Regions from separate parts of the Zea mays genome. Here all the other regions are linked to region 3. A link is a contact called in public Hi-C data. All regions are on one chromosome and are shown on one strand. The core of a region is the stretch at or near the end of the contact, and the rest is flanking DNA. Distances in the headings are between cores, read along the strand shown.

Region 1 (3,046 bases), core at 238-2,737, 320 kb after region 3:
CACGCAACCGACCAATAAAACAAATGAAGTCAAAAAGACGATCCGTGCGAAATCAAAAGCCAACTAAACCGGCCCAAAAGGTAGCACAACCAAAATCACCTAGTCATCCTCCTCCAGGGATGGCATGGTGCTTCCCAGTCTATCCATCGCCGATGTGTTGTCCTACTCAAGTGTGGGGTGGTATGACGACGAATCCGTATTGCTGGCTCAATCCGTTTGCTTATTCAGGCTAGGGGCACCACAAGTTTTTGCCTATTGACATGTTGATCAAGCAGACATGGCCGAAGACAATGCAATATGAAACGACCTTTGTACATCAAAGTTCAATCAAATATTTATATTATCTGATCACAAGAGCTGATGGCTTGCATCGAGTTGAGTCCTTACTTCGGGAACAAAATAAATCATGAAGTCAATTGTTTCTGAAGTTTTCGCTGGTGCTTTTGGTTCGCCAAGCTCCACCAAAAGGTAGGGGGCATGTGTAGACCACCAAAAGTGACGAATGGTCCAGCCCTAGGGTCCGGACGATTCGTGGCCCCGTGATCAGATTAACTCGGACGATTATCCTTATCTCATGCGTGTTTGTCCATCTAATCATGTGGGGTTTGTTAGCTATCGCCTAGGAATGGGTCCAGACCTCCCCTATATATATATGAAGGGGTACAACCGATTGAGAACCCCCGATCACATTCCAATCGAACCAATTACTTTATTTATCATTCCTTTATCATTTCTGCCCTAGGAGTAGATGTAGCCTAGCCTTAGTTGTAGCTTTCCGCATATCCACCTACACCTCTATTTGACTCTACGTCGTCTAGATCCGTCTTGTGTGGCATGCCAACCCCAAGACGAACCTAGGATCTTACCCTCCCCGGGGGCAAGATCTAGTTGTCCATTAAAAATACTATGTCTCGGCTGCCTATTAATTTCTAGGCGACTCCACATTATCTGGGGACGCCCTGGGTGATCTATCGACCTGGAGCGCCCTAAGATCTCTCTTATTCTATCCCCTATTTATAGACCTTACTTCGGGTACCCGTTCCTAGGTATCCGATAATGTCCTTCAATATCGACATTCGAACGGAGCATTAGACTATCCCTAACAACTCCTTTATTCTATCCCCTATTTTAAATTTCACTTTACAAATAATATGTATAGTGCAAATTCATATTTTCCAGGATCCACCGGAGATAACTTTATAATATGTGTAGAAAGTGCATGAAAATGAGTAGTATAATGCACAGTCACTTCTATAAAAGAGATATTACTCGGAAAATAAAATTAAGGGCTAATTTGGAAACTACATGTTTTCAATTTTTTTATTTTTTCGAGAAATTAGTTTAATTTTTCTTAAAAATATAAATCTCTCGGAAAAAACGGAGTTAAAAAAATAGCCTAAAAAAATTTAACGGGAGAACATGCAGCAGGTGGCCAGGTGCGGCGCCAGCTTGGCTGGCCTACCACCGTACCGTGCCCCCCCGTCTCACTCACAATCCAGATCCCGAGATCCATCGTCTCATCATCTCCATCCCCAAATCCGCAATTCGTCGTTCTCTCTATCTCCTCCTTCCGAACCCTCGCCCTCCCAGCCCCCAAACCCCAATCTGTCTCTTCCGCTAGGTTTAGCGTAATTCCATGGCCGGCGCCGGTATCCACCCGTTCCAGCAGTGGCCACCCACGGCGGCCGCGCCGCCCCCGCCGGGGGCCGCGGCCTCGGTCGCCGTCCCTCCTCCACCCCCCGTCCCCGGCGCGCCTGGCACCGTTGGCCCGGACGAGGTCCGCACTATCTTCATCACGGGGCTCCCTGCAGACGTCAAGGAAAGGGAGCTGCACAACCTGCTGCGCTGGCTCCCGGGATTCGAGGCGTCCCAGATCAACTTCAAGGGCGACCAGCCCATGGGCTTCGCGCTCTTCTCCACCGCGCACCAGGCCATCGCCGCAAAGACTGCGCTCCAGGTTTGTTTCGGTTCTTGATGGTGGGCGAGGGTTTGGACTTCGCAGGGATGAGATGTGACCCCGGGCACCCGTCATCTGCAGGATATGGTGTTCGATGCTGAGACCAAGGTGGCGCTGCACACCGAGATGGCCAAGAAGAACCTCTTCGTTAAGAGATGTGAGATTTTGTCCACTTAACATTCACATGTTCTCTCTGCTGTCGCTCTAGTAGCATACAATATTAATTAATGGAATCTCCAACCGCATAGATAGAGTTTATTGATGCATTAATACAATGTTGTTGGGATAATCTTCATTCCATGTGCTGTCATGGCTCTTCTGTTTGGTTCAAATTCAAAAGGAGCAACCTGTGATGCTGGATACATTGAGTTCACAACATCTACTGAACATAGTTTGTGGTTTTTGAGACAAGGCCTATGATATCTAGTCCCTAGCCTTTTCTTTGAAATTTAATAGAATTCCCTTAATTACACAACAAATTTAAAGCAATAAACCTTATAAAAATCAGTAACCGGAAGGCAGGCCCATGCACTGGCTTCTTTATTGGAAGAAGGTATTGTCATCGTTTGTAACCTGGAGGTTGTTTTGATCAATGTCAAATATATGATCTTGAAGTACAAAACTGTTTTGATCAGGTTGTTTTGATCATGCAATACTAGTGTTTTGCCAGTTTTACTGCTTCGCACAAAACGGTCCAGCTTGATCTTAGATTGCCCCTTCAATAGCTGTTTGCTTCCAGTATAATGAATGGTTTGGTTACTATGATGTTTTGCATATCTATTATGTCTTGAATGATTAAAACCATTTTAGGTGTGGGAATTGATGCAAATGCTGTGGATCAAAGTAAACGGTTGCGAACAGGTGGAGATTATACTCATTCTCCTTATGCTCCTCCATTTCATCCACCTCCACCAGCTGTTTCCATGTGGGGAACCCCAGGGTAAGTGTTTATTCTTTTTTCCCATGCAGTAATTAATCATTCATCAAGGGCTTATCATTTCTCTTTCTTGGATATGATTCAGTTATATCACAGCGCCACCTCCTTACAATCCATATGCTGCGTATCCAGTCCCCCCTGTAGCGATGACT
Region 2 (2,971 bases), core at 216-2,715, 310 kb before region 3:
GAATTCAGAACATGTGCTAACATTAATTAAAAGGCAATGAATATACCCTAACCTCCAGGATAGAGTGGTTGTGGCTGTGGTGCATACACATTTTGCTGGTAGAGATAAGGTTGCTCTCCAGCTTTTCCGACAGAGCTAGCCTTCTCTGGTGGGCCGTTTGGCGATCTCAAGGAGCTAGCGCCACGTGCATTGCCTGTAGTCACATTCTCTGTACCAGAAAGAATCTGTCGCAATTGAAACATGTTCATGAACAACATTTCAAAGCACAGATCAGAAAGAAAATAAAATATAAATGGAACTAAACAACATTTCAAAGCACAGATCAGAAAGAAAATAAACTATAAATGGAACTAAATTACCTGGTCCTTGGCGTTTGCACTCTTGGAGGGGTTATTCTCAAGTACAGGCCCCGTCTGCAACGGAGCCGTGCTATCTACAAAAAACATAAATATAGAAAGATAAGTTGGCAGTAGCATTCGTGGAAAGTTGCCTTGATTTGGTGCAAAATAGCTAAAATTTAAAGACAAGCATGATACTTGTAGAAAACAGAAACAAGACCTCGCAAGCTGTACAACTCGTCAACTACCCATTCACAAGCATTCGAAAGCTACTACGTGCATATGCACAGGACAATCACAGGCGTTGACATGATCAGGTCATCAGCACCAACCAGCTGTCCCGCTGTACAGTAGCTTACTCGAATACCTAGTATGTACTGAAGCTAGAGCTTCCCGTTGGGTACTTAGTACTTACAATCGTATCCTGTTCGTACTGGCAGCAACTTTCCCGTGCTAGCTCCTGTAAAACGGCTACGGCTAGCAATACCCCGAGCCGTCCCTCCTGTGGGCGGACCGCGGACGTGCCCCGGCAAAACGGGAAAAGGCATAAAAGACGCTATTGCCCTCACGAGGACGTGAGGCAACGTAATCAGCACAAATCCCAGCCGCAGCCTGCTCCGCGCATCTTCTTCCACGGCTGGGTACGAGCACGCAACCCCGACGGGAAAATCGCAGTTACGGGGCTTCCGAGGAGCGAAGGAACCGTAGCCCCGGAACCAATCTTGACCTAGGAGCCCCCACCGCGAGCCCGGGCAGCAGGGCCGGCTCCGAAATCGCAGACCCGGCGCGAATTCCCGCCGAATCCAGCGCGCAGAGCCCTTCGAGCAAGAGAATTCGAGCAGCGACACAGCGCAATCACGACCCAGCGACAAGGGGAACCAAAAAAGTCAAACCCCAATCCAGCAACAGGAGGCAAGGTCTCACCAGCGGGGACCTGGGCCCGGTGCGGCGCGGCGGCCATGGCGGGGATCCGGGCGCGGCGGTAGGTGGCGCGGGCGGGCTCGCGCGTGGAGTCCTCCTCCCGGCGAGGGTTTAAGCATCAAATTCGGGAGAAGCGAGGGGGGAGGGGAGCAAAAAAAAGGGAAAATGCTCTTCCCCCCTTTTTATTGGACGCGACGAGAGGAGTGGGGAAGAAAAGAAACCACGAGCGTCTCTCCCAACCAATGATTTTATACAACAGCGGAAATAGGCGACGTGCCGCCCCGCGCGTTGGCTGATCCCGGCCCGGCCCACCGGGTTCGTTCTTAACGGGTCTGATCGGGCTTGGGGACCCGGTTGTGCTTGTGAGGTGGTACTCACTACTCAGATCTGATCCGGACTCGTGACGGATCTGTCTGCCACGGACTTTTATTTAGGATCGGCGGCACGTGCGGTTTTGGGTTTGAGAAATTGAGAGCAATAATATATCTGTCCTTTAGATTTTTTTTTCTAAAATATTTTCCCTTTTATATCTCATTTATCTTTAACAACATGTATCGTCCTCTATATAGTAAACGCACATATTACAGGTATGTTTTGCCCTAATTTTATATACATATGCACATACTCTAATACATTTATACATATATTTGTTTAACTTAATTCACTGTTTAAAGTATTACAATGGATAGTGAACAGAACAAATAATCTCTATATATAGAGAGACTGGAGAACGTTCTCTATATTTAGATGACGCTTTAAAGACATCGTAAATATATATAGATATAGAAATCTTCTCTGAATATAAGGTAGGTTTAGGGTTTAGCATACCTATTCCTTGTTCGTGAATCATGAAACCAAGGAATAATTATCCTACAGTCACCTCGGACGCACACTCTTTGGGGTTCTTCTTCAACCCGTGGAGTCTGGTTCTCTAGAACACTTTTCCTTATTCGTGAGAAAATGTAAGGTATAATGTACTTTGTTTCACATGTTTTTAATAAAATCTAGCCGGTACTTAGAGAATAATAATAATCATCAATAATAACAAAAATAGATTAAAAATAAAACTTTTAATCCATTGTTGCCGTGAGAAAAATGTGAGGTATAATGTGTGCCGATGTCAAAGTTGAAATCTGCTAGCACAGGCACACTGGCAGCACGGGCAAAGCGAAACAATGATTGTCGTCCCCCGCCTCTGGCAGCGCCCACGACCCATCCCCGTGGATCACCTATGAGTCCTCATCCCCCTGGTAGCACCTAGGCCCCGACGGCGGCGGCTGCGCAACAGGTCTCCGGCGACGGCGGCTACGCGACAGGTCTCCAGCGGTGGCGGCTGCGCAACGGCCTCTGGCAGTGGCTACGCGATAGGCCTCTGGCGTTGTGTGATGTGAAGAGGAGACCTACGTGTAGGAGGAATCCCAGCCGGGGTGACGATGATGCCGAACTCTGTGCAGATAATGGCGCGGTCGAACAGAAAATGGATGGAGATTGTTTGAAGGATGTAAATAATTTGGTGAATATACGTTATATTAATAATATGTCCAAATTTAACTAATAGTCTTGTTTAGTCTAGCAGAGAAAACAAGTTCTTTTGCACTATATAGGAGCTCGAGAGTTCAAATCCTTTAGGCAGATGTTTTTCTACCTTTTTTTCTCAGTTAAACATTTTGATTTTTATATAATTTTTCCCTCAGTTTTGTAGCGTAGTATGG
Region 3 (2,867 bases), core at 15-2,514:
GCTGCTGCTGCTAGAGAGTAGAGAGAGAGGGTGTCCTGCCTGCGTACACATAGCATACGTACCGCGAGCTCGACGGCGGCGAAGGCCAGCAGCGTGCGCAGGCAGCCGGCGTAGGAGTCGGAGAGGAAGCCGCCGAGGGGCGAGAGGATGAAGACGGTGCCGACGAAGTTGGTCACCACGTTGGCCGCCTGCGGCAGCGGGAAGTGCAGCTCCCCGAACACGAAGGTGATGAGGTTGCTCCCCACCGCCGCCAGCGCCATCGTCTGCGACGCCTGGAACACTGCAATGCGCACAACAACCAGACGCCTTCTTAATCTGTTGCTGTATATACACGGCATTGCCCGGGCGCCGGCGCGGCGTCGGCCTGGGTCTTGCCCTTCGACTTGTTGGGGGTCTGGTGACTGGTGCTACGAGCAGAGTAGCAGTAATAATCCGTCCCCAGGGAGGGAGGGAGGGAGGGAGGGAGAGGCAGCGGAAACGTACGCACGCACCTAGGACGAAGGCGGCGGCGCGCATGCCGCCGTGGCGCGGCCGGCAGGGGCGCCCGCGCCAGTCCACGCAGCTCTCGGGCGGCGCCTGGGATCTCTCTGCATCGTCCATGGCCTCTCTCTCTATCTCTCGTATTCTATCTCTGTCTGCTAGACACACACACACTCCCTCCCTCCCTGGAGGAGCGACGAGCCGGCGAGCGAGTTGACTAGACAGGCAGCCTGCAACCGCACTCGAGTCGAAGCTGGCACCGGAGCTTTGGCCAGCTACTAGCCGCCCGAGCAGGTGCAGGACTGGATTGGATTGGCAGGCAAAGGCAAGGCAAGGCAAGCAGCAAGCTCTGCGCTCGGGTCGGCAAGAGCTGGCGCGGGCTTTATAATATGCAGCGCAGCCGCGAGCAGCCAGCCGAGCCAAGGCCCAAGGCGGCGTGTGCAGTGCAGTGCTTCGCTTCCTTCTCATCTGTTTGGACGTAGGACTCGTACAGTACACACCGGCGGCCAAGGGAGCAGAGCAGAGAGCGCACGTCACGTGCAAAGGCGGCAGCGTCGCACAGCCCGTGCCGGTGCCGGTGCCGGTGCCGGTCAGGTAGCAGTTGGGCTGGGCATAGTGCGCGCGTGTTCCGGCCCCGCCGCGCCCCGCGCGCTCTGCTCCGCCTGGCGCCTGGTCTCCGACCCGCCCCAAGGAAAGGGAAAAACGCTTCCCTTTCATACTGTGGCTGCTTACTTTTTGACAGCATCGGGTCCTGGTCCGGACAAACTGGTTCGAATGAATAGTGAGTGGCCTTCTCTGTCTCTGGCTGCCCTTGCGACTTTCTACTACTTCGTCAATGCGAAGAAGGGCATTCCCCGCCCCCCAAGGCCCCCCCCAGCTAAACCAAGAAATGCAGCACTGTACATACTAGTAGTAACTTGTTTCTTCTATGCATGCATACACGGAGTGCGTACAGAGGAAGAAGGCTATCTTTGGTCGCATCGCACGGATCTGGTTCTGGTTTAGAAGCAGCGATAAGTGAAGTGAGCCCCCTTCCTTGGACCAGTCAATAATCATGCTGCGTGCCTCTCCTCTTTTTCTCCCCGTGACGTCCCTCTCTCTGTCAGCGCCCGCCAACCTACAGCCTCCTCGATCTGGAGTCTGGACCTCGACAGGTGAGAAGGCGGCCAGATCGGTGATGGTCGACCTCTCAACCGTGTGGCGGTGTGGCCTGTGGCGTCGCCTCTCCACCTGTTGTGGCCTGCCGGCCGGCTAGCTACGGGCGGCAAGGCGTGCCATGGAGCTTCCTTTTGGGTTAGGCATACACTAAATTATAAAGGACCAGACTATATTTTTATTCATTTTTTAAACTAAAACTAATCAAGAGCTTTAACTTGTTGTGAACAAACATTCGGATCATGATTCAATACCACTCCTAGCCGAAAACCAGAGGTGTACCGGTACATTTTCGTCTGCGTGAGGGGTTGTCCAGGTTCTGCGAGGGCTTTTTGTTTTTTTCTTCTTCTGTGTGTTAGCTAAATTGTGGTTTCTAGAAAACCTGTGTAGTCTTGTCAGGGGACAAGATCCCCAATTCCTAGGGTCAATCGGTCAGCGAGCGTGCTGGGGAAAAAGTCCCTAGCGACTGTGGCCCGTCGGCTAACTGGAGGAGAAATGAAACGGCTACCCTGTAAGCGCCCGTCCCCAAACGAACCCTGCGGCACCGAGCCCCGGGGTCAGGGGTGGCGGAACTGGACAGGGGGGTCGGGCGAACCGAAGGGAAAAAACACTCGAGTGGGTCCTTCGCCCGGTCTGAGACCGACCCGCCATAAGTGACCTTCCGCATTAACTATGTCTGACACCGAGCCACGACAGAGACGTCATCCGCCTCCCACTCATGGCCTACGAACCTCTTGGGCTGCAACGCACTCATAACCTACGAACCCCTCGAACTGCGGAACATTTATGACCCACGCACCCCCCCCCCCCGGCCTGCGGCGCGCTCTTAACCTATTGGGACTAGGCCTGAGTACGCAGACCGCCTGGCGAGCACAACAAAACAAGTCATGCCCAGTGAAAGTCGCCTAGAGGGGGGTGAATAGGGCGAAACTGAAATTTACAAAGTTAATCACAACTACAAGCCGGGTTAGTCGTTAGAAATATAATCGAGTCCGAGAGAGAGGGTGCAAAACAAATCGCAAGCGAATAAAGAGTGTGACACGCGGATTTGTTTTACCGAGGTTCGGTTCTTGCAAACCTACTCCCCGTTGAGGTGGTCACAAAGACCGGGTCTCTTTCAACCCTTTCCCTCTCTCAAACGGTCCCTCGGATCGAGTGAGCTTTTCTTCTCAATCACTTGGAACATAAAGTTCCCACAAGGACCACCACACGATTGGTGTCTCTTGCCTCAA

Evidence for each region. A called contact is a pair of places that touch in the nucleus more often than the background predicts.
Region 1: a contact with region 3 is called in a Hi-C map of ear, with 3 times the contacts expected there. The contact joins the promoter of LOC100283020 here to the promoter of LOC103652983 in region 3. A contact is called at or near these places in 6 of 25 Hi-C or Micro-C datasets (bundle sheath, ear, endosperm and 2 more).
Region 2: a contact with region 3 is called in a Hi-C map of ear, with 1.7 times the contacts expected there. The contact joins the promoter of LOC100382673 here to the promoter of LOC103652983 in region 3. A contact is called at or near these places in 3 of 25 Hi-C or Micro-C datasets (ear, leaf and tassel).

What each region holds. Positions count from the first base shown.
Region 1 is chr4:27,667,296-27,670,341 of Zm-B73-REFERENCE-NAM-5.0, reverse strand. LOC100283020 reads left to right here and starts at 1,487. Exons shown (of 8, transcript NM_001155922.2): 1 at 1,487-1,957; 2 at 2,039-2,114; 3 at 2,768-2,897; 4 at 2,980-3,046. The coding sequence starts at 1,637.
Region 2 is chr4:28,297,332-28,300,302 of Zm-B73-REFERENCE-NAM-5.0, reverse strand. It overlaps LOC100382673 (evolutionarily conserved C-terminal region 10), which reads right to left and starts at 1,465. Exons shown (of 9, transcript NM_001175397.1): 1 at 1,263-1,465; 2 at 360-433; 3 at 53-224. The coding sequence starts at 1,299.
Region 3 is chr4:27,982,791-27,985,657 of Zm-B73-REFERENCE-NAM-5.0, reverse strand. LOC103652983 (protein NRT1/ PTR FAMILY 4.4-like) reads right to left here and starts at 1,264. Exons shown (of 5, transcript NM_001346883.1): 1 at 492-1,264; 2 at 63-280. The coding sequence starts at 1,197.